Linked DNA regions of Danio rerio: region 1 is linked to region 2. Evidence: chromatin contacts called from public Micro-C data. All regions are on one chromosome and are shown on one strand. The core of a region is the stretch at or near the end of the contact, and the rest is flanking DNA. Distances in the headings are between cores, read along the strand shown. Region 1 holds the start of shkbp1 (SH3KBP1 binding protein 1). Region 2 holds the start of gemin7 (gem (nuclear organelle) associated protein 7).

What was found. A called contact is a pair of places that touch in the nucleus more often than the background predicts.
Region 1: a contact with region 2 is called in a Micro-C map of caudal fin, with 11 times the contacts expected there. The contact joins the promoter of shkbp1 here to the promoter of gemin7 in region 2. A contact is called at or near these places in 3 of 18 Hi-C or Micro-C datasets (caudal fin, hematopoietic stem cells and an unstated tissue).

Annotation. Positions count from the first base shown.
Region 1 is chr18:52,057,634-52,064,897 of GRCz12tu, reverse strand. It overlaps shkbp1 (SH3KBP1 binding protein 1), which reads right to left and starts at 2,936. Exons shown (of 20, transcript XM_001920900.9): 1 at 2,740-2,936; 2 at 1,786-1,839; 3 at 504-549; 4 at 333-406; 5 at 187-245. The coding sequence starts at 2,786. It overlaps LOC100002134 (proton-coupled zinc antiporter SLC30A1), which reads right to left. Exons shown (of 4, transcript XM_073929751.1): 3 at 6,889-7,104; 4 at 5,080-5,809. The coding sequence ends at 5,103.
Region 2 is chr18:51,858,008-51,865,454 of GRCz12tu, reverse strand. gemin7 (gem (nuclear organelle) associated protein 7) reads right to left here and starts at 4,145. Exons shown (of 2, transcript NM_001200037.1): 1 at 4,104-4,145; 2 at 2,337-2,885. The coding sequence starts at 2,857. The coding sequence ends at 2,480. tirap (toll-interleukin 1 receptor (TIR) domain containing adaptor protein) reads left to right here and starts at 4,245. Exons shown (of 5, transcript XM_073929753.1): 1 at 4,245-4,540.

The sequences.
Region 1 (7,264 bases), core at 1,687-4,186, 200 kb before region 2:
GTCTCAAACGCAGGCCTTTTACTTTCACTTTAAAATTTGCTGTGGACTTTCTTCCTAAACAAATAACCGTTGAACAAATGTAATAACTGTGACAGACCTGATCAGGCAATGAAATGGATGATGCACTGTAGTGTAAATATAACGTGTTTTAAAACCACCAGAATAACCCAATAACCTTTATCTTACCCAGTGGTGTGATCCCATAGAACTCCGCCTCATGTATTAACAAGTGGACATCTATGGACCTGTCAGAAAAATAAAGGAATACATTCAATGTTGAATAATCACAGTTAACAGGCTGCACATAATTTAATCAAGATTCTAGTGTTTACCTTGGATGAAGCTCTTTAGTGCGCAAAAAGTTCAAAATTGGAGCAAACAGAGATGGATCTCGATCTATGAATATCTAGAAAGACAAAAACCTTTAGAGATGCCTCATGGAGAAGCATTTATATAGAGGAAAAATGTGTTATCATTAGCTTACAGACATGAAGATGACTTACCGCTCCAGTCTCATCTTTTAGCGTTGATATTCTTCCACTTAATAAACTACACAAAGAAGAAAAAAACTCTTATACCAGTCAGCATTGAGCGTTTCAAAATTCCATATAGTCAAAACTCTGGCCAGGCGTAATTACAGCAAGAATTATTTGTATATACAGTATGTATGTGTTTAGACGCACACACGCACGCACACACACACAGTTGAAGTCTAAATTATTAGAGCCCTTAACTTATTAGCCACTCTGTTTATTTTTTCCCATATTTTCTGTTTATCAGAGAGCAGATTTCTTCAGCACATTTCTAATCATAATAGTTTTGATAGCTTCATCTCTAATAACTGATTTATTTTATCTTTGTCATGATGACAGTAAATAATATTAGACTAGATATTCTTCAAGACACTTCTATACAGCTTAAAGTGACATTTAAAGGCTTAACAAGGGTTATTAGGTTAACTAGGCAGGTTAGGGTAATTAGGCAAGTTATTGTATAGCGATAGTTTGTTCTGTAGATTATCGAGAAAAATATAGCTTAAAGGGGCTAATAATATTGATAAAATTGTTTATTAAAAAATTCAAAACTGCTTTTATTCTAGCCAAAATAAAACAAAAAAAGACTTTCTCCAGGAGAAAAATTATTATCAGACATACTGTGAAAATTTCCTGAATCTGTGAAACATAATTGTGAAATGATAATTCAAAAAAATTAAAAGGGGGGTTAATAATTCTGACTTTAACTGTGTGTGTGTGTGTGTGTGTGTGTGTGTGTGTGTGTGTGTGTGTGTGTGTGTGTGTGTGTGTGTGTGTGTAAAAGAAACATATTGTGCAATAAGCACAAAATATTAATTGTTTATTTTAAATTATTAATAATTAAAATATTAAATATTAATATTAATTATCATTTTGCTACTAGTTTTGACCCATTTGTCAGCAACACATTTTTAAGCATTTAAAATGCAAAACAAATCTTTTCATACACTTTTCATAGATCTTCAATTTCAAGAATAGTGATTTAATTTTTACATAAACACAAGTTTTTACATACATTTTTTTTTATAAAAGAAAAAAGGTTAATTCACCAACATTTTGACAATACATTTTCTTAAACATTACAAAAGACAATAGCATAACTTTGGATCTCACTATATAAGACAGACAGACAAACAGATAGATATTTAAAAAGCAAATAACTGAAAAAGTCAGTGATAAAAACCTTATTTAAATATTATCAAAAAACTAAATTAAGTCTAGTTTAGCTTTATATGACGTGAAATGCACAAACCTTGAGAAAAAGGAGTCAGGAACCCATGTCAGAGTCTGTCTGGAGGTACTGAACCTGCACAAAATACATAAAAGCAACATTAAAAAACAGGTAGTATATCTATTTTCTTGGTTAAGAGTTCAATAACAGAACATGGTATATCAACACAGGTGTTATGCAATGATCAGGGTTTATGCAAAGTAGGTATTCACACATATTGAGGTAAAGTTGTTTTTATTCACACATTCATTCAGTGACAACTTGTGACATGCTCCCTACATTATTTACTATGGTACTTTTACATATTCATTCTGAAATCACATGCAAGTATGACTTAAAAACAACTGTTTAATTGACTGTGAACATTGTTGTACTTTAACAGTCCTTTGCTGCTAATATGAGTTCAACATTTATAATTTGAAAAGAGTATTTTAGTGAAATCTTATTATTAAGAGAAAAATTAGGTGGATATAAAACTAACTTTAGCATAACTTCGCACAATTGTTGACAACTTGCGACACGGTCTTAACATGCTTTCCAGGATAATCTGAATTTTGGGTCTGAAATCGCATCCAAGTATGACATTATAGCAAGATTAGCACTATTTAATTGACTGTAAACAAAGTTGTAACGTAGTTGTTGGCTACTATTATGATTTCCCTATCTAGAATTAGCAAATAATACTTTAATAAGATGATATCAAGCAGAAAGTCCGAATGTGCGAATCACAAAAACCCAACTTTACCTCAATGAAGACAGGCCTCCTGTAGAATGTGAAGGTATGCAGATGTTTATCACTGTCTGCTGACTTTTACAAAGTCTGATCAATACAATACACTCAATAAAACGACGCTGCTGCTGCATAGTAAGCCTAAGATAAAGTGTCCAGGGTTTACTATAATGCTAAGAGTTCTTGACTGAGGTAAGTTAGTGAAGTCTGTGTTTGCCTCAGCAGGATGGAGGCTTAATACAAACCTTTTCCCCCCGACGTTCAGATGAATGATGTCTCCAATCCTCGCCATGATTATCGTTTTAAGGCAAAACGTTCATATTTTATGGTAAACTTGTTTATTTGCTATTATTAAGTACATTATAAATGCTGTTTAATTGTGTTCGCCGTTGAGGAAACAGCGAAAGAGCGGATGTTGCAGCGATTCACTATAGGCGGAAGTGGAGTAACGCCTATTTCAGAATAAAAGTCTATATTTGGATAAACAGAGGAGAAGCCTCTTTAAAAGAGGTTGTATTCGTATCATAGAGAACATTTTCAGTGTAGAAATAAAAGCATCTTAGGAACACAAATTATAGCTATATGAAGAAATGTTTATTTTTTATATATCTAAGTGTTTCAAGTTCTACAACCGTGTAAATGAAGCAAAATCGTCGAATTTTCCCAAATACTTGTATAAAATAATATAATGAAAATACATATTGTAAAACTACTATCAATGCAGAGTAACTCGATTTAAACAAGCAATTTTAAGCCTGCATATCTCATTTCATTTTCTTTTCGGCTTAGTCCCTTTATTAATCTGGGGTCGCCACAGTGGAATGAACCGCCGACTTATCCAGACCGTGGTAAAGTTAGTTTGATGTTTGACATTCATTAGACATTCGGTTTCAAACCAATTAAATTCTTTGCTCCTGTTATAGTTTGAGCCAAAAACATGTCAGATAGACATAAATATGTGCCCTTTTAATTTAATTTAATTTAATTTGATGATTTATTTTGATTTTAATGATGATACAAACGTGCACTTCATCGCCGATCTATATTAAATGGATAAAAACGCTTAAGTGTCTGGAACTTAAAATGTAGTGAAAATAAAGCTTTTTCATCATATGTGAAAACTGCAGGTTATTTATTTACACAGCCATAATATAAAATAAGAGTAGTACTATAGTAGCAATAGTAATACCAGAATGGAAAAAAATAAAAAATAAATGTTAATAAAAAATAACATTTAGTTAAAAAAACCCAATGCATTGGATTAAAAATAACCCAAAGTTAGGAAGGTGCTAGTTGGGTTATTTGTTGGGGTATTTTTAACCCAATTGTTTTAACTGAGTGGTAAAATGGATAGAAAAAACACGATACAGAGAGGTAATTTGATTTAATAAAAACAAAATGAACTTGAGCCTGAGCTTAAGTAAACAACATAACACAAAAACAACATTGCGCACTGAAGGATTCAGTTATAAACCTTCCAATCCGTCTCAGCATCCTTTCCTCATCATCCTGTTTCTCATTATTTTTATTAAATATGATTATTTAAATGAGTATTGAAATGATTTATCTAATGAATAAGTAAACACACTGCTTCATATGTAAGAGTGTTCAGTGCACTAGCCTGTCTCTACTATTTTCAGGTGCCACCAAACTAGGTCAGAGGTCACGGAGATCTTGAGTGAAGGTCTGAAGACTGGAAGCAACTGTTTCTATTGTTATTTCTCAGTTTTAGAGTTAAAACTGTCTAAAAGGTCTAAAGAGATTTTTCTATTTTTACGATTATTTCTTTTAAAGTGATTCTACTTTTTATTCAAGAAAGACTTTGTGTAGTAAGGATATTATTACTGCCTGAATGTAGATTACACTAGTTTTGATCAAGACAGCTGAGAGTACTTAGGCTTGGGTAAGAAACAGATTGTACTTTAAGGCCCAGTTTCACAAACAGCGCTTAGATCAAGCCAGGACTAGGCCTTAGATAATTTAGGCTATTTAAGCCACATTTATAAAATATATTACTGGTGTGCACCTGGAGACAAAAAAAAAATTTGACTGACGTATTTTAAGACATCTCCCTGCAAGTTATTTTGAGTTGAGACAGCTCAAACATGCAATTTAATCTTGACTAGCCTTAAACCTTGTTTGTGAAACCAGGGGAATGTGTGTATGTGTGTTTTATTGTGGAACAGTTTAACAGGTCTGGAGTCAGCTCTAAACAGTCTAGTGGATGTCTGACGTTTATGCTTAAGATGTTGTACAAGTTATTCAAAATCTTGAAACAAAAAAATGACCAATGAAAAGGTGTGAAGCACAAAAAGTGACCGATATTAAAATGAATTTGAATACTATTTTGGCTATTGCTGTTCTCCATGAATTTTCATATGTGCTTTTTAGGTTATGATGACCATCCGACAATCTGTTTTAGCTAAAATAGTGCTTAAAATGTCACTAAAATGCAGTATTCATTACTAAATAGTGGCCTAAATGAACGCAAAATGGTCCACTTTTTAAGAAAAAAAACACCCCTTTCACAAGGCTGGCTATAGGCCTGAGATACAATAGTCTGCAGTGATTATCAGACTCAGTGCACATATTAAATCTTTTATTGCCATCAGTCTTGAATCACAGATGTATTTTCAATGACCACATCTCTATCACATGGTTTCTCCTCACGGATGCAGGTGGGATTTATTGTCTTTGTTGACTCGTCCACCTGGGGGGCACAACAGAGTTTCTCCACACACTCCTGCCCACAGCGCAGACTGCAGCCGGGTCGTCCTGAACCCTCCGCGGGCGCAGCCTCGCTCTTTTCCGGCGTGAGAAACTCAGGTTGGACCGTGCAATGATTGACGCCGAAAGAGTAAAACACTGCTTTGATATTTGCTATAAGTTCCTCGCACTCTGCTGCGCTCATCCCGGCGGGACAGTGAACATGCAGAGATGCGATAATGAGGGAATCTGAGAGCTGCCAAATGTGAAGTTCGTGGACCGATAATACTCCGGGAACTTGACCGAGACAGAGTCGCACCTGGCGGACAGAAAGATGCAGAGGCGCCGCCTGGAGAACCAGCAGCCCGTATCTGTGTAACCTCGGCAGGGCGGCGGAAAGTAAAAATACCACACAAACCGTGGAGAAAACAGCATCCAGGTAAACCAGCAGGTGACAGTCTGAGTGAGGCCGGTGACAGTGAGCTCGGGACAGCAGCAGAACCAGACCATTAGACAGAACCAGGACTGAACACAGGAGATCCTGGACTATACTGAGGAGACCCAGATGATGCTCTCTGAAGATAGAGACTTGGGAAACACACTGAGGTGCTGGCAGGTTACAAATAAGCACAATAAAGGGGGGTTAGTTCACGCAGAAATTAAAATTCTGTAATGCATATTAAGGATAGTTCAACTAGAAATTAAAATTGTTATTAAGGGATAGTTCACACACTTTTTTTTTTTTTACAATTCTGTTATTAAGGGATAGTTCACCCTCCCTCCCTATATTCAACACAATAAATTATATTTTTGAAATGCAAAACATAAAAATTTATAAATGCACTCACCGGCCACTTTATTAGGTACACCTGTCTAACTGCTCGTTAACGCAAATATCTAATCAGCCAATCACATGGCAACAACTCAATGCATTTAGGCATGTAGACATGGTGAAGACGATCTGCTGCAGTTCAAAGCGAGCATCAGAATGGGGAAGAATTTAAGGATTTAAGTGACTTTAAACGTGCCAGACGGGCTGGTCTGAGTATTTTAGAAACTGCTGATCTACTGGGATTTTCACGCACAACCATCTCTAGGGTTTACAGAAAATGGTCTGACAAAGAGGAAATATCCAGTGAGCGGCAGTTCTGTGGGCGCAAATGCCTTGTTGATGCCAGAGGTCAGAGGAGAATGGCCAGACTGGTTTCAGCTGATAGGAAGGCAACAGTAACTCAAATAAGCACTCGTTACAACCGAGCTCTGCAGAAGAGCATCTCTGAACACACAACTCGTCCAACCTTGAGGCAGATGAGCTACAGCAGCAGAAGAGCACACCGGATGCCGCTCCTGTCAGCTAAGAACAGGAAACTGAGGCTACAATTCACACAGACTCACCAAAACTGGACAATAGAAGATTGGAGAAACGTTGCCTGCTCTGATGAGTCTCCATTTCTGCTGACACATTCAGATGGTCGGGTCAGAATTTGGCCTCAACAACATGAAAGCATGGATCCATCCTGCCTTGCATCAAGTACCTGGCAGTACCTTGTTGAATATACGCCACGAAGGATTAAGGCAGTTCTGAAGCCAAAAGGGGTTCCAACCCGGTACTAGTAAGGTGTACCTAATAAAGTGGCCAGTGAGTGTATTTACTGTATCTTTTTAAAGTAACTAGTTATTGCTCTCACCAGTGTGTTTCTGTTCTTCTGGAGGTTTCTCTATAGGTTCAGGGATTTTCTGAGGAGCTTCTCCGATACTGGATTGGGATGTTTGAGTGTGTTTGGACTCGGTGACGTTGGTGTTTTGGCATGAAGAAGAGCCGTCTGGAGAGGTTTGATTCGGGTCCAGAACACTGGACGTTTGAGGGTTGCAGAACATCAGTGCGCCGTCCGGAAGAGCACTTTCTACAACACAACATTATCAAAAAGAAGCGGGGACATAAGTATTGAACACATATTTTTCTGGGAATAATATTACTAAAGGAGCTGTTTACAGGGAATTGAACCAGATTTTGGTAAAAATCTTTTAAACATTAAAATAAAACAAAACAAATCTGAAAAATGA
Region 2 (7,447 bases), core at 2,896-5,395:
CTGATTAAATAGCCTTTTTGACCTTAAAAGGTTTTCAATATGGACCATTTTAAATCAAAAAGTATTAAAATCTAAATATATTTCATTAAAAAGCACATATATAGTGATTTTATTTGGTTAATTTTATGTTCATAAAAACAGGACTAATTCTAGACCTGGATTAAAGGTTTTATATGGTTGAAAGGCTTCAGTTGTATTTGTTTTAAAATAGCGCAAACTTATGCAAATAACCTAATATATTGATTCTCTGCTTGGATTAGTGTCTAAAATTATAGCCTTGACACTTTAATTAAAGCTAATTAAACAAACAAGTGAGAATACAATTGCAAACGTTTTATTACAAAAAAGAAGCAAAATCAAAAAGTATTAAAATCTAAATATATTCAATTAAAAAGTGTATAGAGTGACTTTATTTGATTTATTTCATGTTTATAAAAATATAGGACTAATTCTAGACCTGATTAAAGGTTTTATATGGTTGAAAAGCTTCAGCTGTGTTTGTTTAAGCGAGTGAAAGTTAATTAGAAGTAAACTTATATGCTGCCATTTGAATACTGACATTTGTTTGCATTTTTTCCGGTTTATTCTTGTCCGATTGCATTTGTGTGTTGCGTAAAACTGACAAGGGTAGGCCTATGTTTCTGTTTTGTAGTAAAATTGCATAAACATATACAGCCTAATATATTGATTCTCTGCTTGATTAAAGTCTAAGATTATGTAAGACCTGACACTTAAATTAAAGCTAATTAAATAAACAAATCAGGATACAATTGCAAACGTTTTATTACAAAAATGAAGCAAAATCAAAAAGTATTAAAATCAAAATATATTCAATTAAAAAGTGTATATAGTGATTTTATTTTGTTGATTTCATGTTTATAAAAATATAGGACTAATTCTAGACCTGATTAAAGGTTTTATATGGTTGAAAAGCTTCCGTTGTTTTTGCTAAAGACAGTGAAAGTTAATTAGAAGTAAACTTATACGCTGTTGTTTAAATGTTGACATTTGTTTGCATTTTCCTGTTTATTCGTGTCCAGTTGCATTTGTGTGTGTGTTGCGTAAAACTGACAAGGGTAGGCCTATGTTTCTGTTTTGTTGTAAAATAGCGCAAACATAAATGCAAATAGCCTAATATATTGATTCTCTGCTTGGATTAGTGTCTAAGATTATGACAGTTAAGACCTGACACTTTAATTAAAGTTAATTAAATAAATCAGGATACAATTGCAAACGTTTTATTACAAAAATGAAGCAAAATCAAAAAGTATTAAAATCAAAATATATTCAATTAAAAAGTGTTTATATATATATTGTTATTTTATTTGGTTAATTTCATATTTATAAAAATATAGGACTAATTCTGGACCTGATTAAAGGCTTTTTTTATGGTTAAAGGCTTCAGCTGTATTTGTTAAAAAATAGCACAAACATGCAAATAGCCTAATATATTGATTGTCTGCTTGGAATAGTAAAATTATAGATCTGACACTTTAAAGTTAATTAAATAAACAAATCAGAATACAATTGCAAACATTTTATTACAAAAATGGAGCAAAATCAAAAAGTATTTTAATATAATTTAGTATATCTTAGTATAATTAAAAAGTGTATATTTATAGGGATTTTATTTTGTTGATTTCATGTTTATAAAAATCTAGGACAAATTCTAGACCTGATTAAAGGTTTTTTATGGTTGAAAAGCTTCAGCTGTGTTTGTTTAAGCGAGTGAAAGTTAATTAGAAGTAAACTTATATGCTGCCATTTGAATACTGACATTTGTTTGCATTTTTTCCTGTTTATTCGTGTCCAGTTGCATTTGTGTGTTGCGTAAAACTGACAAGTGTAGGCCTATGTTTCTGTTTTGTAGAAAAATGGCACAAACATATACAGCCTAATATATCGATTCTCTGCTTGTGTCTATGATTATGTAAGAGACTTGACACTTTAATTAAATCAGAATACAATTGCAAACATTTTATTACAAAAATGGAGCAAAATCAAAAAGTATTTTAATATAACTTTAGTATAATTTAGTATATTTCAGTAAAATTAAAAAGTGTATATTTATAGTGATTTTATTTTGTTGATTTCATGTTTATAAAAATATAGGACTAATTCTAGACCTGATTAAAGGTTTTATAAGGTTGAAAAGCTTCAGTTGTTTTTAGTAAAGTTAATTAGAAGTAACCTTATATGCTGTTGTTTGAATGTTGACATTTGTTTGCATTTGTGGCGCAAGCATATAGCCTAACATATCGATTCATTGCTTGGATTAGTGTCTAAATTATAGACTTGACACTTTAATTAAAGTAAATTAAATAAACAAATCAGAGTACATTGCAAACGTTTTATTACAAACCACAGCGTGACCAAAAACCCCAGTGAAACCGGCGAGAAAGTTCCATGAACCCGTTAAACCTTCAGTCCGGGAACAAGCAGAGTCCTCCAGCGTCATCTAGCGGTGAGATGGGAATCTTTACAGTTCAAACGAGCAGGAAATAATATCGTGACACCTGAGAAGAGCCTCTTTCTGCACGCCGAGCGGAGTCTCCAGATCGGACACCTGAAAATTCAGCACATCGATGTCTGAGGCGCCGAACCGACCGCGCATGCGCAGCTTCTCCAGCAGCTGAAAGTCGACGCGTTTGTCCGTCATGAGGAGGAGAGTCCGCAGAAAATGCTCGCGCTGCTCCGCCCGCAGCCGCTGCTCTTCAACGTCCACAGAGGAGGATGAAGATGAGGAGGTCAGAGATGTGGGGCAGAGAGCCTGGAAACGAGGAGAATTTGGGTCAAACCCTCGACTGTTTGGCTCCGGTCCTCTTGGCAGCCTGAGAACACCGACTGGAGTCTTCATTTTGCTTGGTTGCTATGAGATTGTACTCCTAAAAATCATGGTGAAAATTAATTAGTACTATTTTTCTGGCTGTTGGCCATATATATATATATATATATATATATATATATATATATATATATATATATATATATATATATATATATATATATATATATTTATATATAAAGACAATAATTTCAGTAAACTAAAGACTTTTTAGGGCCTAAAATTTTGTTTTTGAAATTTAACACATTGTTCTTTAAGTAAATAAAAAATACATACTATTAAAGTTGGTTTTATATTCGCATTCGGACATATAATGTAGGCTTATTTCAGACAATTTGACCCTTTCTAAACAGTGGAATCGTATTAGGAGCCAATGAATATTATTAATTGTACTCTCTATCGTGCTTCTGTAGAAATTTAGTAAGAGCTGGGTCGGTACTGGTACTTGGTCGGTACTTTTACGGTTCCTCTATTTAGAATTGGTCAATTTTTTTTAAATTAGCCTACATTACACGTCCGAATGCGAATATAAAACCAACTTTAATAGTATGTATTTTTTTTATTGATTTCAAGAACAACGTCTTAAATTTCAAAAACTATTTTAGGCCTTAAAAGTTCTTAAGTTCACTAAATTTACTGTCTTAAATCGTTTTAAACCGGTATTAATTTTCCTCTGTCCAAAGAAAAGCTTTAAAGCTTCCCAATTGGGCTGACATTCATCCAATCAACAATCCACCTCAAGAAAACATATATAGGCTATATATATAGGCTATATATATATAGGCTATATATATATATATATATATATATATATATATATATATATATATATATATATATATATATATATATACACACATATATATATATATATATATATATATATATATATATATATATATATATATATATATATATATATATATGAGAAAATAAATCTGAAAGGCAGGTTTAAAATTTGCTGACATAAATCAGAAAATACTCATACCTCATGCTTACATACTCAAAGTACCATAGTAAAGCGTGTCACAAGTTATCACTGAATCAATGTGCGAATATAAAACTTTACCTCAATCTATCATATTACAAGTGTTCACAGTCAATACACAAATGCTAATGTTGTTTTGAAGTCATGCTTACCGAATATTCAAAATAGCATGGTAAACAACTTTACCTCAATCGTATATTCATCATGCTTATAAAAAAATAATATATAAAAGATATAAGCTGATATCTGTTTCTGAAACTGTTTACACACCTCATTCAGCGCATCTGATTCTGAACATCCGACCAGAAGACTGAGCGGGGTAAAATTTCAAAATAAAAGTCTTCCTTTTCTTCTTCTTTTTTTTGTGGGTGTAAACCATCTATTTAGGTGCATACCGCCACCTACTATGATGGAGTGTGAAACGGATGGATGCGGTTTCCAACATAATTGCTATATCGTGTCTATTAAACCAATATTTCCAATAAGTTTCATATATATGCATAGCTAGTGTTTTTCAGCCAACGATACATCCGGTGAAAGGTTTCTGAGACTGTTCTAAATTTGATCTGGTTCCTTTACAGCATGTAATATTATTAAATAAGTAAGCATCAATTTAGTTCACGCATTAAACCAGATGATAGACCGTGTAACCGCTAGCGGCGTCAGTACCAGCAGGCTAGCACAGAAACTCCATTCAAAATGCTGAGGTAAAATACATTTTCATATTTAAAAGAGATGGCAGGGGGAAATGGAATTTAATCCCTGCTGAAAAATCCAGCTTAAACCAGCCTTGGTTGGCGGGTTTTAGCTGGTTGACCAGCCTGGTTTTAGAGGGGTTTTGGCCATTTCCAGGCTGGTTTCCAGCCATTTCCAGCCTGGTCTTATCTAGTCAGGCTGGAAAATGACCAGCTAAATCCAGCTAAAACCAGCTTGACCTGCCTGGTTTTAGCTGGACATAGCTGGTTTTGGCTGGCTAGGCTGGTCAAGCTGGTTTTAGCTGGTCATCTCCCAGCCTGACCAGCTAAGACCAGGCTGGAAATGGCCAAAACCCCTCTAAAACCAGGCTGGTCGACCAGCTAAAACCAGCCAACCAGTCTAGGCTGGTTTAAGCTGTTTTGTTCAGTAGGGATCCAGTTCTTCTTGTCCGCTCTGCGACACACTATATTTCAAATATCTATTAGGCAGTGAATATCACTTATTTTTAAGGAAAACAGATCTTAAACATGCCGATTTTGTAATGGAAACATAGTTCACCAGAAGCCGTCGGTCTGAAAAAAAATTATTCAAAGTTGATTCCTTGAATTTACTCAATTTTTTTATGTTTAGTGGTTGTAAACTATTTAACTGTGTTGAATTTAAACAAACAAATTAAGTTGAACATTATTCAATTTAATTTGTTTGTTTAAATTCAACACAAATAAACTGCACTGAAAAAAAATATTCAAAGATGATTCCTTGGATTTACTTAATCTTTTTTTTTACGTTAAGTGGTTGCAAACAATGTATTTGGGCTGAATTTAAACAAACAAATTAAGTTGAACATTATTAAACTTAATTTGTTTGTTTAAATTCAACACAAATAAACTGTTTGCAACAGTTCTGCACACAACACTTTTTCGTGTCCATATATATCCCATTTTGCTATTTGTTTCCCTGCATTTGACCCTTAGTTTGTATTCAGATACCCGCATTCTTATTAGTTCTTTTTTTCCTCTTTCCCTTTTATATGCACACAGAATCAAAAGAAAGTGCTGCTGTCTGTCCCTTTCTAGTGTTATTTTTAATTAGTTCCTCTTCTGTCATCAAGATTATAAAGTTCACAGAACTATATAACGTCTGAGAGAGAGAGGGAGAGCACTATGGAAATTCTCAGTTGCTTTCGATGTAAGATAATTATTGTTGTGTTTGAGTAAAAACTAAATTTTTGTTAATTTTTAAATATTTTATTTTCTTGTTTGTTGACTATTAGGGTAAATAAAAATAAGGGTTATTAATAATGGGGTGTATGCCGAAGCATGCTAATAGGACTTTTAATTTGCCAGTAACCTGGGTTAAGCGCTTCCGGCGAATTGAATGCCAATGCAAAATCCGGTGCGTTTAAGGTCTGTTTTCTTTAAAAATCAGCGATCTCCACTAGCTGAGTGATATCCGATTTAAAGTGGGTCTCAGATTGTACAAGAAGCACTGCAATAAATTACATTTCCCCCGCCATATCTTTAATATATGAGCATTTATTTTACTCCAGTATATTCAATGGAGCTTCTGCGTTAGCCTGCCGATTCTGACGGGCGCGTGCGAGTGAACAGCTTTTTGTCTCGTTTTACGCTTGAGCAACCAAATAAATGCTGAAGTTTATTTAACTGAATGTATTTTAATGACATTACAACATCGATGCTGTATAAGGAACCGTATAAAATGGAAAAAAGTTCACAATAACAGGTCACCGGAAGTGGATCAGCATGGGAACAGCACTAGCTCGGCATATACCCTATTAAAATCATTGTTAGAAAATTGACGATTATAATACAATTAGGGGCCTCACAGCAAGAAGTTCGCTGGTTTGAGCCTCTGCTGGGTCAGCTGGCATTTCAGTGTGGAGTTTGCATGTTCTCCCGCTGTTGGCGTGGGTTTCCTTCGGGTGCTCCGGTTTACAAGTCCAAAGACATGCGCTATAGGTGTATTAGTAGTCCGTAGTGTATGTGTGTGAATGTGTGTATGGGTCCCTAGTAGCAAAGAATTCTGGCCCAGATTTGGCATAAATCTGGGACAGCAGGCATTCATCCGGCACTGGCATACAGCATGTGGGCCAACCATGGCCTGGGTTTGGCAGAGGTGGCACCGTCTATAATGCAGCACACAAGATTTGGGCCAGATGTAAAACGTAGTATTTGGCCCAGATTTTAAAAATTGATTGTGGGCCACGTGAGTTTGGCCCGTCTTGACCCACATTTAAAATACATAAAAATAATTTTTGATTAAATAAATCAATTCTACCAATCAGGTCACTGAGAAAAAAACAAGGCCCATAGTGTGCCTAAAGCGCAACGCTTCATAGGTTTATTAATTTCATTGCAATCGTGACACACCAACCTATCTGGCCCAGTTCAGGCCCAGTTATGAGTTATTCACTTGGCTGAGACTTGGCCCAGATATGGTCCGTGTTTGGCCCTTGTCTGGAAGCCAGATTTGGTCCAGTCATGTACCGTAATTCACTGCGGCATGTGGGCCAAGCAAAACCTGATTGTGTGGGCCAGAGCTGGGCCAGAGAAATTTTGCTATGTGGGGTGTTTCCTAGGGAGAGGTTGCAGCTGGAGAGGGCATCCGCTGCGTAAAACATAATGGGTTAAAAACATAACGTCATAAAGTAGTAAATACAAATGGCATCTTATTTAAAGCTTTTTGATTAAGAAACATGCAGCAACTGAAGCGTGCAAAAGATCCCCACAAGTTGCCATTTCTGCTCTTTGAAATAATAACCCAACCCATTACTCATAACTGAGGGAATCCCAACAAATCATGCAGGCAAACTGTCTTGGTTCATGGTTTCTGCTTTAGTTTCAGCTGTAATATACCATTTCAATATTGAAAAGACCTATAAATCCAAAAATGGAAGT